Regions from separate parts of the Gossypium arboreum genome. Here region 2 is linked to region 1. A link is a contact called in public Hi-C data. All regions are on one chromosome and are shown on one strand. The core of a region is the stretch at or near the end of the contact, and the rest is flanking DNA. Distances in the headings are between cores, read along the strand shown.

What was found. A called contact is a pair of places that touch in the nucleus more often than the background predicts.
Region 2: a Hi-C map of leaf shows a contact between it and region 1, with 2.7 times the contacts expected there. The contact joins the promoter of LOC108479556 here to the enhancer-like site in region 1. A contact is called at or near these places in 3 of 5 Hi-C or Micro-C datasets (all in leaf).

What each region holds. Positions count from the first base shown.
Region 1 is chr12:102,725,967-102,733,418 of ASM2569848v2, forward strand. It overlaps the pseudogene LOC108479836. Among protein-coding and RNA genes, the nearest start is that of LOC128285488, 11 kb to the right of the region's middle. Within about 2 kb of position 3,160, at least 2 of the 2 cell types and tissues checked have an H3K27ac peak or open chromatin away from gene starts, as enhancers often do. A contact at or near this core is called in leaf, where this site is marked.
Region 2 is chr12:102,798,792-102,805,869 of ASM2569848v2, forward strand. LOC108479556 (protein indeterminate-domain 4, chloroplastic-like) reads left to right here and starts at 4,665. Exons shown (of 4, transcript XM_053023145.1): 1 at 4,665-4,808; 2 at 5,240-5,504; 3 at 5,765-6,161. The coding sequence starts at 5,348.

The sequences.
Region 1 (7,452 bases), core at 1,910-4,409:
TCATTGGAAATCACTTGAGTTTTGAGTAAGAAGAATCCTTGAGAGAATTCACTCAAACTTTTCTCTCTTGTGTTCTTATTTTCCCTGGCTTGTTCTTATCTCATTCTTCTTTCATCTTGTTGGCTTTGAGTTGCTTTCGCTTGAGTTGTGTTTTGGGAGGAATTCTGTTGAATCCTTCTTTTGTGAAAGTTAGGCTGACTTGGTGTTTTTGGAGTAAGAAACTGCCTGAGGCCGCATGGATTCTGAGGCAAGAATCTTAAGTCCGTGACACTAGTCGGTGGTCAGCCACTAAGGAAAAAAAAAGTTATATATTTTTATAGTTAATTTTTAATAATTTTATTATTAAATACTAATTTGATCTGGTCCAAATTTGTCAAAACCTTGTCCAAGGTCTGGCCTGTATAGGCCATATGAGTGGATTGACTTTTGGACAGTCTTAGTGGTTTTGCTCCAAGTTCATTTTAGATTTTTCTGGTCTTCCAGTTTGGGTCCTCTTTTCTCCTTTGAGGCATGAGGTTAAAGCATATTAGGTCATTATGATGTGGAATGGATCCATCACCATCAGTCAACCATAAAAGTAGGTTGATGGATGCTTCCTTGTGGTGTTCACCGTCCATATAATATTTAGCATACTGATACCTACATAATTTTCAAAGATCGAATGTAGTTACAATTACGACGTTTAAACAACCTAATGAAAACGAAATACCTATTTGCAGGGCTTTATTTTGGATGGCTTGTTTTGTTACAGTTTCTATGAAGTACTGGTTAGAATTGATGTTATATTTATTTCAGTTCTAAGCAGACCATAATGAATACAAAAAACTACAAATTTATCACGTATTGATCACTTCATCCAAATGCTATTAATCCACAAATTTACTTGTTTTAGACCTCAATGTTGACACTGAATCATAGCTCACAAATTTGAAGATTCCAAATGGATATCAGGTATCTAATACAGAGACTATTTTGGTTCTTTCAGCCTACTCCCTCTCTTAAGCATCGACTGCATAGGGTATTAAATGCCATCATTAATTTACGCTTAAGAGAATGCCATTATTTTTATTAAAATATTAGGTACATTCAAGTGTGATCATTCATTATTAGGTATGTTCAAGTGTGATCATTCATATTTAAACTTATCTTTCCAAATAGCTTATTCCATTTCAATAGTGACTAGTGGATCGGAAACTGATGAGTACCTTTTGTGCATACAATTCCCTTTTATTCTTCTTCTCTGCGTAATGACGGCTATAACTGCTAAGTTTATGCTGACGTCTCTTTTTGCAATTTTAAATCTAATTTGACCAAAATTATAATTTTTTTTTCTTTTCTAGTTTTGGTATTCATATATTTGTTTTAAACATCGTTAATACAGCTTTTAATTCGCTATGGAATTACTGGTGGTAAAGGAACTCTTTCTGATGAGTATGTTATGCTTTCAGCTAAATGCCAGGTATTCTTTATTCTCTTTCTCTCTCATCCGTCTAACCGTCATGCATCAATTACATTTGCGTGTGCTTTATGTTGCTGCAGGCTTTAGCAAAACTTCTCCCTTCACTCAAGAGAAGTGGGCATCGAGTTCTGATTTTTAGCCAATGGACATCAATGCTTGATATCTTAGAGTGGACTTTAGATGTTATTGGAGTTACATATTAACGGCTTGATGGAAGGTGTTGCTTACATTCTGCTTCAATAGACTTTTCTTTGTCCTCCTTTATGGGATAAAAGTTTTGTTGTTTTCTTTTAAATTGCTGGTTCCAGTTTTCTACTATGAGGCTTAACTAGTGCAGGCATTTTTTACGGGCAGATAAACATACTGTTCCAGTTTCTTTTTCCTATACATTCTCTAACATTATCTGTGCATTGAATATATCTTACTTTGAGCAGTACTCAGGTGACTGATAGGCAGACTATAGTTGATGATTTCAATAATGACACTTCAATATTTGTGTGCTTGTTGTCCACGAGAGCTGGAGGGCAGGGTTTGAACTTGACAGGAGCTGATACTGTAATTATCCATGACATGGATTTTAATCCACAGATTGACCGGCAGGCTGAAGATCGTTGCCATCGAATTGGCCAAATTAGGCCAGTTACTATATACAGGTGCTCAGAAATACCCTTCTTTTCCCATTTTGTATTTCTTCTTCTTGGCTCATCAATGCATTGTGAACTTGTAGATGCAAAATTAACATAGTTTCGTATCATTTGCAGGCTGGTTACTAAAGGTACTGTTGATGAGAATGTTTATGAGATTGCAAAAAGCAAGTTGACTCTGGATGCTGCAGTGCTAGAGTCGGGTATTGCTATAGAGAATGAAGGTGACACATCTGAGAAAACGATGGGACAAATACTGACATCACTATTGATGAACTAGAACTAAACTAGTATGTGATAGATTTTTGTTTTCTTTACTTTTGCTTATTCTTTGTACACATAAGACCCATTGTTGTATCAGTTCGTAGATGAAGAGAAAATTGTCTTGATCTATTAGATTTAGGGTCATTTGAGGGGAAAATCAACCTTTAAAATTTTTAGGCATGCCTTACATAGGTATTAATTAGCCAACAGCAACATAGAAGAATATTTATGAGAAAATTATTAGCAGGAGAGATGGTGATTTTTCGGTGCCTTTCAGATGGAAGTATCAAAACCCCACCTCCTGAATGGCTCCATCTTCTCCTTAAAGAGAAACTAATTCATTTGTGATCTTACATTTGATATGGTAAAGAGTACCAATATTATTATTATCTTAGAACCCTTTTACTTGGTGGAGGTGGATTTACATCAGTATGAACAAATTTTGGTAGTTGGCAGCTAAGTTATCTTTGGAGGTGATTATTTGATATGGGTATGTGTTTGATAGGCTTAAGTATTTTTTTTTTCTTTTCAAAGTATTATTTCCCTCTTCATGTTCAGAGGATTATATTTTGTATTCATGTCCAAATGCGTCAAATATAGTTATTGAACACGCGTATTTTAGGAAAAATAAATAACTTGGATAGATACGGAGCATATTAAGACGAATGAAGAGCACCTTAGAGAAAATAAAGCATCTGAGTAATATAGATTAGTAAATTGGTAAATTTCTGGTAAGCTATGAAGATGCCTCGGAGTTTAGGGAATTTGGATATGCAGATGATATGAACTGTTAATTAGCGTTCTGATGTTTGAATGATGGAAACGTTGAGGGCAGGAATATATTTTCACAAGAATGAACACTTCTCTATTGATTGACTCAAAAACATACCACGTGATGAAAATTCATGCGTAAACTATTTTTAGTTCAAATTGCAAATTATGCTTTTTTTAAATCTTGTAATTGGCATGTAGTATATGGTAGGCATAAGGTTTGTAATACAAGGCACGAGGGAGGGAATATTTGTGGGATAGGGATGGAGAGCAGCCCCCCCCATGTGGAGGGCTGGAGGAGGAGAAGAGAGGCAGGGGCCACTCCAGGGTGGGGCGCCCTACAATTACTCCTCGTCTACGGCCTACCCCACCAAATAACAATTGCCATCACCATTGGACCGTACTACCATATCTATACCGAGGTAATTCATGTCTCCTTTGTTCACATGATATATTTTAAGGTAAATAAAAGATAAAATGTTATTTCTAAGGTACTGTTGATACGAAATGTTAAATGCTTTAGTGATTAAGAAGTCGAGATTCGAAGGTACACATGTTTTTGAATACTAAAATAAAAGAGAAATCCTCTCAAATTTTGGATTAATTTTTAATATTGGATAAGTAACGCCAACCTTCGAAAATTAATGGTAGATATAGAGACATGGTTTTAGGTAAGCAATGGTCCAGAATCTATAAATGGGTTGCATGGAGGAGGTAAAATGAGTAAGTCCATCAATCAATGATACTAAAAGATGGGGTTTGGGAATGGGAAAAACATGGAAAAGTTGTTAGTTGGAATGTAATGTCGCTTAAAATTCCATTTTAAAGATATTTGTTGCTGCGTCCATCCCCATCTCCTTTTTCTCTCTCTTTCTCTTTCATGTTAGAGAATCTTTTTACGGCTTTGATGAAAATGATGATTGATGGAGAAAATTTGGCTGCCCGTGACCTCCAACCGTCTCTTTTGCTTGCTGTCATTATTTGTAGGTTAAATGGTTAAAATTTACCCCCAAAAGAAAAGAAAATTCCTGCTTAAAAGTGACACCATGAATCATTTGATTTGTTCAGGTTTGGTTTCTACTTTCCTTTGTGCTTTTAGACTCTGACGGGAGGTCGTTTTGATTTTTAATAAATACATTAAAAATTAATTTAATTTGTGAAATGGAAATTCAATTGATAATTAAAGGAGCTGAAACTGACTTCAGTTTTTTTTTTTATTTGACAGAAAACTGACTTCAGTTGATTGGTTTAATAGGTTTTCTATTATATATAAAGCAAAAGGTGGCCTAAAGACTAGATCTTGAGCATGAACATGAAGTCAACCATAAACTTGAATTTAAAAACAAATCTCTTGTTGGTGTTTTAGAAAAAAAATTAAAACACTTCAAAATTAGTATTTTCAATAATTTATTTTTACATACCTTTGATAATTCAAAATAACAAATAATTTGGATAGATTTTTCTATAAAAAAGTGTGGAACATGATATGTAAATAAGTAAAATCTTTTAATTAATTCAATTTTATTTTATTTATTTTTACATTATATTATTTCATAAAAAATTATGTTTAAAATTTAATTTTATTTAAAATAAAGTAAAATGTTTAAAAATTAAGGATGTAAATTTTATAATTTAAAATTTTTATTTATCAAACACTCAAATTCTATTTCGTAATCAATTATAAATAATATATTTTATAATTTTAATTTTTAGTTATTGCTTATTTTTGCACTTTAATTTATAATTTATCAAATAGTTTAAAAAATTTAGGTAGGAATAAATAAGTTAACTTTTGTATACAAGTTAAGGAGAATTAGCAGGCTTTTCTGGAACTCTACTGTCAGAAAAATTATCCGTCATATAAAATAAGCGAAAATAGAAGAATGGAGATGGATTAATTAGATTTGTTTAATTAATAAAACTTAAACATTCCATTACACAGAAGAAGGAATTAAAATAAAAAAAGAAATAGTAGGGGTCATACTCGCAGTGCTTGTCAAAACATGTCTCTCTCTCTTAAATGCTTGAATCCGAGCAGAGAGACAGTAAAAAGTAAGAGAGGCAAGGCAAGGGCAATGGAGGAGTGGGCGCCATGTGTCCTTAGAAATCCAGGTGTCGCCATCAGCTCACATGCATGAAACTCAATTCACATGTTTCCCTGTTTTTAATGAAAAGTTTACATTCATTCGTGTTGGGATTCATTCCAGTTTCACCATTTCCATATTAATTGCATTTCCTTTTTAACTGCTGCCTGGCTACACCACACTTATAATGTCTGTACTCCAAGCTATCCATCCCAACTTCTAAACAGTGTTTCAAATGTGCTCCGCCGTTTTTTAACTTCTCCACTCCCTTACATTTTAAGGGTTAACTCTCACCCTCTTAACTGTGAAAATAACTATTTTATATGGATGATACACTGCAGGGATGCATTGCAGTGTATAACATCTTACATATATTTTATAATATTTTATTATTTATTTTAATGCCTTTGAAAATTAGTTATTAAATATACATCGTAATATTTTACATAAAAATATATTGACTTTATGAATCTTATGTCAATAAATAAAGGAGACTTTAATTCATAGTATCTTAGGTGTGTGTTTAAATTATTTCGATTGGTTGGGGACAGATATATACTCTACTCAATATTACAAGCTTACAGTATAAATACAAACTAGTTTACGACTCATGCTAGGCATGGGTGAATTTTATTTATTTAATTAAAATACTTGAAATCAAATTTAAAAATTATTTTATATTTTAAAATTGTTGTTAAATTTTGTTAATATAGCAAAAAAAAAAAACCTTTATGGATATTATTAAATTTTAATAATACATTATACATTACATTATAATACAAATATTCTAAGCACTATAAATGGTTAATTAAATAATAATTGTTTTTACTTATAAATAATGATTTAAATTATTTCAATCATCATTATCTAATTAAATGGGTTTGCATACTTAAAATTTCAAACAATTCTAAATGGATAATATTAATTTTAGTATTCGTAATATAGATATACTTTGAGATTTAAGATTTAATAATTTTTCATTTTAAAATATTTCTCTGAATTAATGCTAGTTTATCGATAGGGTATATTTTATTTAATTATTTACTTCTTATGGATAATGATTTATACTTAAAGTTTAAATTATAGTTCTTTTCATTTATTGTAGATAGGATTAATTTAATTTGAAGTTTAAAGGTAGAACTTTTGTTACCTTAATTGCTCTTTATTATACATCAACAATGTATGTCCAAAATTAAATTTACAAAGGTTCTTATATTCATTAAATTATCTTTCACTATACATATCTTAAGAAAAAAAGCAAAAATGGAATATAATTATCTCAATATAACTTAATTGTTAGAATAATACCAATCATCTTAAACAAGTCCCTTTATTTATATATATATATATATATATATATATTTCGAAATTATTTGCAAGTAAATTGAAGCTGTGGAAAAACAATACTTATAATTAGTACCATCTAATTTAGATGCCTGTGATTGAACAAAATAAGAAAATAATGTACACTCAATATGTTTACACAGTTCAATTTTCTTATGTTTATGGAGCCTTCTCATAGAGATAATATACTATCTTAATAACTTGTAAAACAAGTGATTACAACATCTAATGCTAACTAGATTAGACTCCTCACTTTTGCACCTAAAATCTAAACAACTCTTAGATTTTGCATTCAATGGAAAATGTTCATCTTTGAAAAAAAATAGGTGCTCTTAGATCAGTAGATCACCTATACAAGTTTTCTCAATTTTTAAGTAATCGAGCCATTCTAACATGTTATATCAATTACAATCGATCTTTCCAAATAAATAGCATGATAATCTACATGTGGAATATCTCCAATGAGTCTAGGATAAGTTTTGAATATTCAGGGTATGCTTCCAAGTTTACCCAATCTGATCAAATCTCTTCAAAGTTGGGAAGTTGATTTCCTTGATTCAATCCAAACCAATCTTCAAGATATGTTACTATAATGGTTTGCATATCATAAATGAGCTTGTAGTTGTCCAAAGTATCAACAAGAATCAAAATCTCAGGATTTTGTTACCAAAATTTGTCAACACAAAACATGGCAAGTTTTTGAGCGGTGCAATGGCAGCCACCAATAGACATTACTCCTTAGCATTGCTCAAAAATTGCCTCAGCATTCTCCCCTAGAAGAACATATACAACAAAAGATACAAATGTTCCCCTAAGTAACACCCCCTTAATCAATTACACTAAACTATTAACATAATCAAACAAATAAACTACTAATGCCATAAAA
Region 2 (7,078 bases), core at 3,415-5,914, 74 kb after region 1:
AGATTTGTTTGGCAACGCCTTTAACCCTAGTCTGGAAACGGATATAGGTTAGGGGTGTTACAAAAAGCTTCAAGATTCAACAATGGTAATGTTTATAATTTTTAACAGTTTTACAAATTAATCCTTGGGTTAGCTAAATTAAGCTCCCAAGATCTTTAAAACATAAAAATTACAAGAAAATGACTTGGATTACCTTGGAAATTGAAGGACTAAAGTTGGACGATTTCAAGCCCTAGTTTTTCCGCTTTGAATCGGTGGGGAAGAAGATGGATACAAAAATGATCTTATTTTGCTTTAAAAATTCCTTTTTATACTTGGTTTAGTAATTATTAAACCTTAATTAATTAAGTTAAGCTTTAATTAACTATCTAATTGACAAAATTTAAGAACCAAACTTAATTAAACTTTATAATAACCTCATAAATATTAAATAGTAATATTTACGGACTCACTCATCGAAAATGGGTTTCTGAAAATTTTATTACAATTTAGGATTATTGAGCAACAAATCAATATATTGTAATTGGAGAAAAACTTGGATCAAGCAAGGAAAGTTTCCAAAGAGTCTTAGTGTAATCTACTTATGTTATGTAAAAAGATACGGATTTTGAAGAAGATAAAATCAATAAAATCAATTTTATTATGTTTTATAATAAGTGATATATTTCGAGTGAAATTTCAAAGATTCCTTTGTATCATGCTTGATCTTTTACAGCGTATTACAATGATTATTTAAAGACTTTTTCAGAGGAGATTAAAAGAGCGTTTGTTTTGTTTATGTTAAAAACTTATTTGAATGAAAATATTTTTATAAGTTTTTCTTGTTGATTAATTTACAACTAAGCTTTAAATTAGAAAAGTCTTAGTGGGAGAGGGAGAGTGATCTAGATTATGTATGGGAGTGGGGTTTACAACCAGATGAGTGAACTAAACTTAAATCTCATCTTAGTACAAGTTGACTAATAGTAGTGAACAAATTTTTTGTGTCCATCTCTACTTATCCTATTAGTGGCGCCAAAAACTTGTAACGCTCGATTTGTACAAATGTGCACAATCGTTATCAAGTAATAAGTAAGTAAAAGAGTTATCATCTCCACAAGGGCTATGTATGTTAATCAATTAATTGTAAAATTAGAGCTAATAATATGGTGATAAAAACACAATATTTCTGAGTGGCGTGACGTAAAAAATAATTACTGAATGTAAAATGATCCCTAATGCAATTTTAATCAAAATGCAAAGTATGAGATGAAATGTATGAAATGAGTTTGGTAGCAAAAACACAAAATTCAACAATCAATAACATGAATAAGCTAAGATAATTACATCATTCAACTTAATTCATTTTTCTTATGCTTAACAGTGTTTGGAAAATATTCCATGGCAACTCGATCTTTCATTGGCTTGAAACCAAATTAAGTCCTTTCAGAATCTTTTACTTAGTAAAACATACATTTTACTGATCATATTAAGCTAAGGGTTTCTTAGTATTCATGTGAAGTAACAAGGACTGGGTTTGAAACAATTTAATCACATAAACTTAAAAGCCATGCAAGGTAATAGAGCTTGGTCAAGTTATTATGAACCTTTATTTATTCTGGGTCGGACATAAATTAAACATGCACATTTCAATTATAGTCTCTATTAGCCATCGTCTGGTTAGGATCCATCAGCTAATTCTAATACATCCATACATCCCTTACTCATTTCCTTCATCTCTCATTTCATAAGCATTCTTTCTCTCATTCTTTCCTCTCTTCATTCCTACGCATAACATCCCATTTTTTCATTATCTTTTTGCCAGCAAAACCTTGAGAAGATCATCTCTTGGCCGACCACCTTGAGGAGCCATTAGCAAAAGAGCAACACAAGGATCGGAGGAGAACATCTTCAATCAGAGTCACGAGATTGCTGATTCGACAGAGTTTATTCTTCTTTTACTTTGTTATTTTAATTTAAGCTGGTTTGCAATGTGCTTTATTATCTTGTCATCAACAATGGTAACTTAATTCTGTTTAGCTATGATGATTGCATTAATTCAATGAAATTTGTTTAAATCATGTTTATCGTGTTTGTGCTTCAGTTGATCATGTTTTAAATTAAACTCAAGTATGTATTTCAATAATACGTGATTGGATGCATTAGAATTAGCTGAGTGATCCTAACCACATAAACACAACAATTGAAATGTGCATGCTTAATTTATGTCTGACCCAGAATAAATTAAGGTTCGTAGTAACTTGACTGAGCTCTATTACCTTGCATGACTTTTAGGTTTATGTAATTAAATTGTTTTAAACTATGGACTAAGATAAAACTTTGATTGAATGGTAAAAATTAAAGTTTTATTCATGCAAATGTCATGGTTCAAATCCCACCATATATAAATTATTTATGCTAAGCAACAAATATCTATACTATCTAGCATGGAAAATTCAACAAACTTTTAGGTTGATAATATTGTTAATTGAGTTGGTGTTACAATTTAAACACGCCTTTATGTTCTAAATACATAGTTTTCATATGCATACATGTGTGATTGAATTTTCTATTAATAATATTGTTGATTAAGTTGGTGTAACAAATTAACTTAACACCAACTTTGGATTAATGACAATATCATGATAAATAATTGTATTGCATATAATATGTAATATAATGTATTTATTGTTTAAATTTCGTTCTACTCATTATTTAATTTATTTTAATATCACACATATCTAATATGTTATTATTAATTAGTTTCAAACTTTACATTTTATTATTCATTATATTTTATTTTTAAACTTAGAGTTTCTAGTAATTAATTATGATTTTAAAAATTTAAAAGTAGATTAAAAATGGTATGAAAAATAACATTTCTCTTTTTAAAGGATAGCACTAGAGTGGGGCAAAACTACTTTATCCATTTCGCCTCATTCTTGTACGAGTGTTCAAAAGTTTATTTTCTCATATGTTAGTTATTCTAAAATCATGACTTATTTGAAATAAATATTATTGTCGATATAGGATGACGTAAATTTAAATATATTGAAATATATTATTTCCTATATATGAGATGTCAATGTAATTAGTGAGAATTTAAAATAAAAATAGAAAATAAATAAAATTTCATATTTTATGACGTGTTTCGCTCGCATTATAGAAAATTATTTATTAATAAAAGCTCAAAACAGTAATTACTATATTCTATTTTATTTGAAATAAAATAAAGTTTATTAAATGATAAAAAGAAATAAAATTTATGATGACAGAATGGCAAAATTATCAGTAGAGCAAGTTGAATCCTTTAGCAGTGTTTATGTATCAACTGTTGTTCAGTAACTTAAAAAATCAGTAAACAGTTTAAAGAAATTGATTCATCGTTAAGGAGGAAAGAGAGGGTTTTGTCTTGAAGCTGGTAAGAAGATACGAAATAAGAGAAGGAGAGCTGGGCAGAGGGTAAGGCTTATATGCATGTTGGTGGCCCCTCCGCATAACGACACATTTTCCTGCATCAATCCTCATACCAACAACCTCCTCTTCTGGTCGGGTTTGGATCGAATTTTAATTTTTTTTATTTTATTTAATTTTTATATAAATTTTATTTATTCGATTTAATAACTTTCTTTATGATAAAGATAGAGTCATGTTGAGTTCAGACTGAGTTTGACTTTTGGGATAATTTTGACATGCATTCAATTTAATTTGTTCTATTCAATAACTTTTTTTTATATAGAATTAAGGTTAAGTCTAATTAAGTTCAGATAAAGTTTGAACAAAAATTCACTTTTGTGTTTAGTTTTGGCATGAGTTTAGTTTTATTCATTTCAATAGCCTCCGCTTTAATAGAATTAAGATTTTGTTGAATCAGATTCAGACTTGAATAATTTTTATTTAGTTTTAATGTGGATTTGATTTGATTTAATTCAACGACGTCCTTTTCTATAGAAGTAATAAAGTCAGGTCGAATAAAATTTTAGATCGAATTCGAATAAAAAAGGTGAATACCTTTTCTTAGTTTTGACGAGGGTTCTATTTAATTCAATAATAATCTCTTCCAACAGAAGTACTTTGCTAAGTTTTTATATGGGCTTGGTTTGATTCGATTCAACAACCATTTTTTCCCAATAAAGGTTGGATCAAGTCGAATTGAGTTCAGATCATATTTGAACAAAAATATTTTCTTTATCTAGTTTAGGCATGGCTTTGCTTTGAGTTGATTCAACAACCTCCTCTCAATAAAGGTAGGGTTAAGTTGAACAAGATTCGAGTTTAACTAAACAAAAATTTCTTTTGTTTAGTTTTGATATTTAATTGGTTTGATTTGATTCTAAAGTATATTTGTATTATTTAAAACATATTAAAATTTTAATAATTTATTTTAATTTTATTATTGATAAATTTGTAATTATATTTAAATAAAATATATTTTATTATTTAAGTATTGTAACTAAATATGAATTTAATTAATAACTATTATAAGGTACAAAAGTTTCATAAATACGGTTAGAAGAATTACAAGTGTCCTTTGAATAGATTTAAAAATCTAAAATTAAATAAATGAGATATCCGTCATTATTCTAACTCCTCTTGTAAAATCCGATCTTCTTTAAGTTTCGAAAAATTATATTTCTTTTTGAAAAAATGTGTATATATATTTCTTAAAGTAAGAAGCAAATGGGATTTTTTTTTTTTTGTTTGTACCAAAAACGAAAGGGGAATTTTATATTCTACAAGTACAACAAAAAGGATTGAGAAATGAGATAAATTATCATAAGAATACACCAGAGGAAAGAGAGAGAGGGGTTAGCATAAGGGATAAACGTGTATGTATTTGTTTTTGTCTATACATACATACATACATGCATACATGCATATATGTGACATGAAATACTTCAAGTTTGCAAGTGTAAGTCATATATTTTATAAGAAAAAAAAATCAACAACAATTTGAAGAAGAAATTATGAGGAGTCTATAATTTAGATTGTTTTCTTTCTCTTCAACTCCGGATTGTTGCTGTCTCCTTAGATACTTCCTTCTTGGTATTTTGTGGGCTTTTTATCTCTAGTTTTCATTATTATTTTTTCCTTTTCTCTGGTTTTTGTCTTCTTGTTTCTTATTTTATTGATTCCTTGCAAGATTTTCGAAAGAGAGCTGAAGGGGATGCAAACCATCCCCCCCACCCCCCTTCCTATGGCACAAACCCTTTATTTTCTTTCAATTATGAGGTAATTTGATTGATTTTTTGAATTCTAGGTTTGGTGGTTTCTAAGAAGAAGTTTGCACATAGTTTTGGGCTGAGAAACAAGATAAGATAGCAAGGAAGCAAGCAAAGAGTTAAAAGGTTATATATAATCATTGAGAATGGCCACCGCTTCATCGTCGGCAACTTTCTTCGGAAACAGCGGAGAAAATGAAAACCCGATGATAAAACAACAATCATCCGCCGCACCCACTTCCTCAACTGCTCCAACCACTGCACCTCACTCTAAGAAAAAGAGAAATCAACCTGGAACTCCAAGCAAGTATCTCTTTACATACATCTCTTTATGTTTTTTCTTTCTAGGCTTTTACCACATCTATCCTATGAGTAAAGCCAATAAAGAAACAAGTTTTTTTTTTTTTTAAATTCAAAAACTAAAGATAATCCAATGAACCCTAATCCAAAAGTTGGTCAGCTTTCATCATAATTTATTCTGGGTTTTTTTTCTAAATTTATCGTCTTTTCCCCCAAATTTTCTTGGGTTCTTTTTTGGTTTTGTCATTTATGAAACCAAGCAGATCCAGATGTGGAAGTGATAGCACTATCTCCCAAGTCTTTAATGGCAACCAACAGATTCATCTGTGAGGTATGCAACAAAGGGTTTCAGAGGGAGCAGAATTTACAGCTCCATAGAAGAGGACACAATCTGCCATGGAAGCTAAAGCAGAAGAGCACAAAAGAAGTGAAGAAGAAGGTTTATCTTTGCCCTGAACCCACATGCGTCCACCATGAACCCTCGAGGGCACTTGGGGACCTTACGGGCATCAAAAAGCATTACTCGAGAAAACATGGGGAGAAGAAATGGAAGTGTGAGAAGTGTTCCAAGAGGTATGCCGTGCAATCTGATTGGAAAGCTCATTCTAAGACTTGCGGCACTAGGGAGTACAGATGTGACTGTGGCACTCTCTTCTCAAGGTAATTTTTTATCCTTCCCTTAATCATTAATATAAACTTTTCTTTCTCTGAGGTTATCAAAGTTGACAAACCAAGTTACCATGAGAGCAAAATATTTGTTTGAGAAAGATTTGGGGACTGGGAGTTGGGCAGTGATAAAAGCCTGTTCTTTTGTTTCACCTTTTTGGATTACTTATCTAAAGATTAGCTCTCTCTCGCTCTCTCTCTCTCCTTCTTCTAGTTCTTCACTTTAAACTCTTAAAAAAAAAAAAAAACTGGTTGCACGTGAACAATAATCTGCGAAACTGCCATGGCTGATAAGGATTCTTGGCAACCAAACAAAAATTAGTAAAAATTTTATTTCTTCATTTCTCCCTTGGTAACATCGCCTTTCATCTTTTTCATATTCACGTGTTGTTAATTCATACGCTGTCATGAAGTATATTGTTACTGGATTTGTTCTCATGTGATGAGTGTTACACATATATATTTATTTATATGTATGTATATATTTATGTTTTACTGCCATTGTTTAAACGTTAGGGTTCTTGCCTGTGTGGGGCAATTCTCATTTCTGTCACTCTCTTGTTGAGCAATTTGAGGAAATTCTTGATTCTTTCATGCAGCAATTATATATCTGGAGAACAAGAGGGAAAAAAATATTTAATTTGTGCTTTTTACCAGTCAGTTTATTCAAATGATCTTATTGGTGAAAATATTGGGCTAAGCCTGAAACTGTTTTTGTCATTTGTTAATGGCTTTCACAGTTATGGAAAAATATTCCTTCCATGAATAATAGACAACTTTTTCAGGGTTTTCTTTCTTCTTTTTAATATGTTTTTCATTTACTGCGGGATTTCATCAATTGGGAAATGATTCCCTCAATTCATTTAAGAAGCACCTTCTTCTCAAAATGGTAAAAACGATTAAAAAGAAAT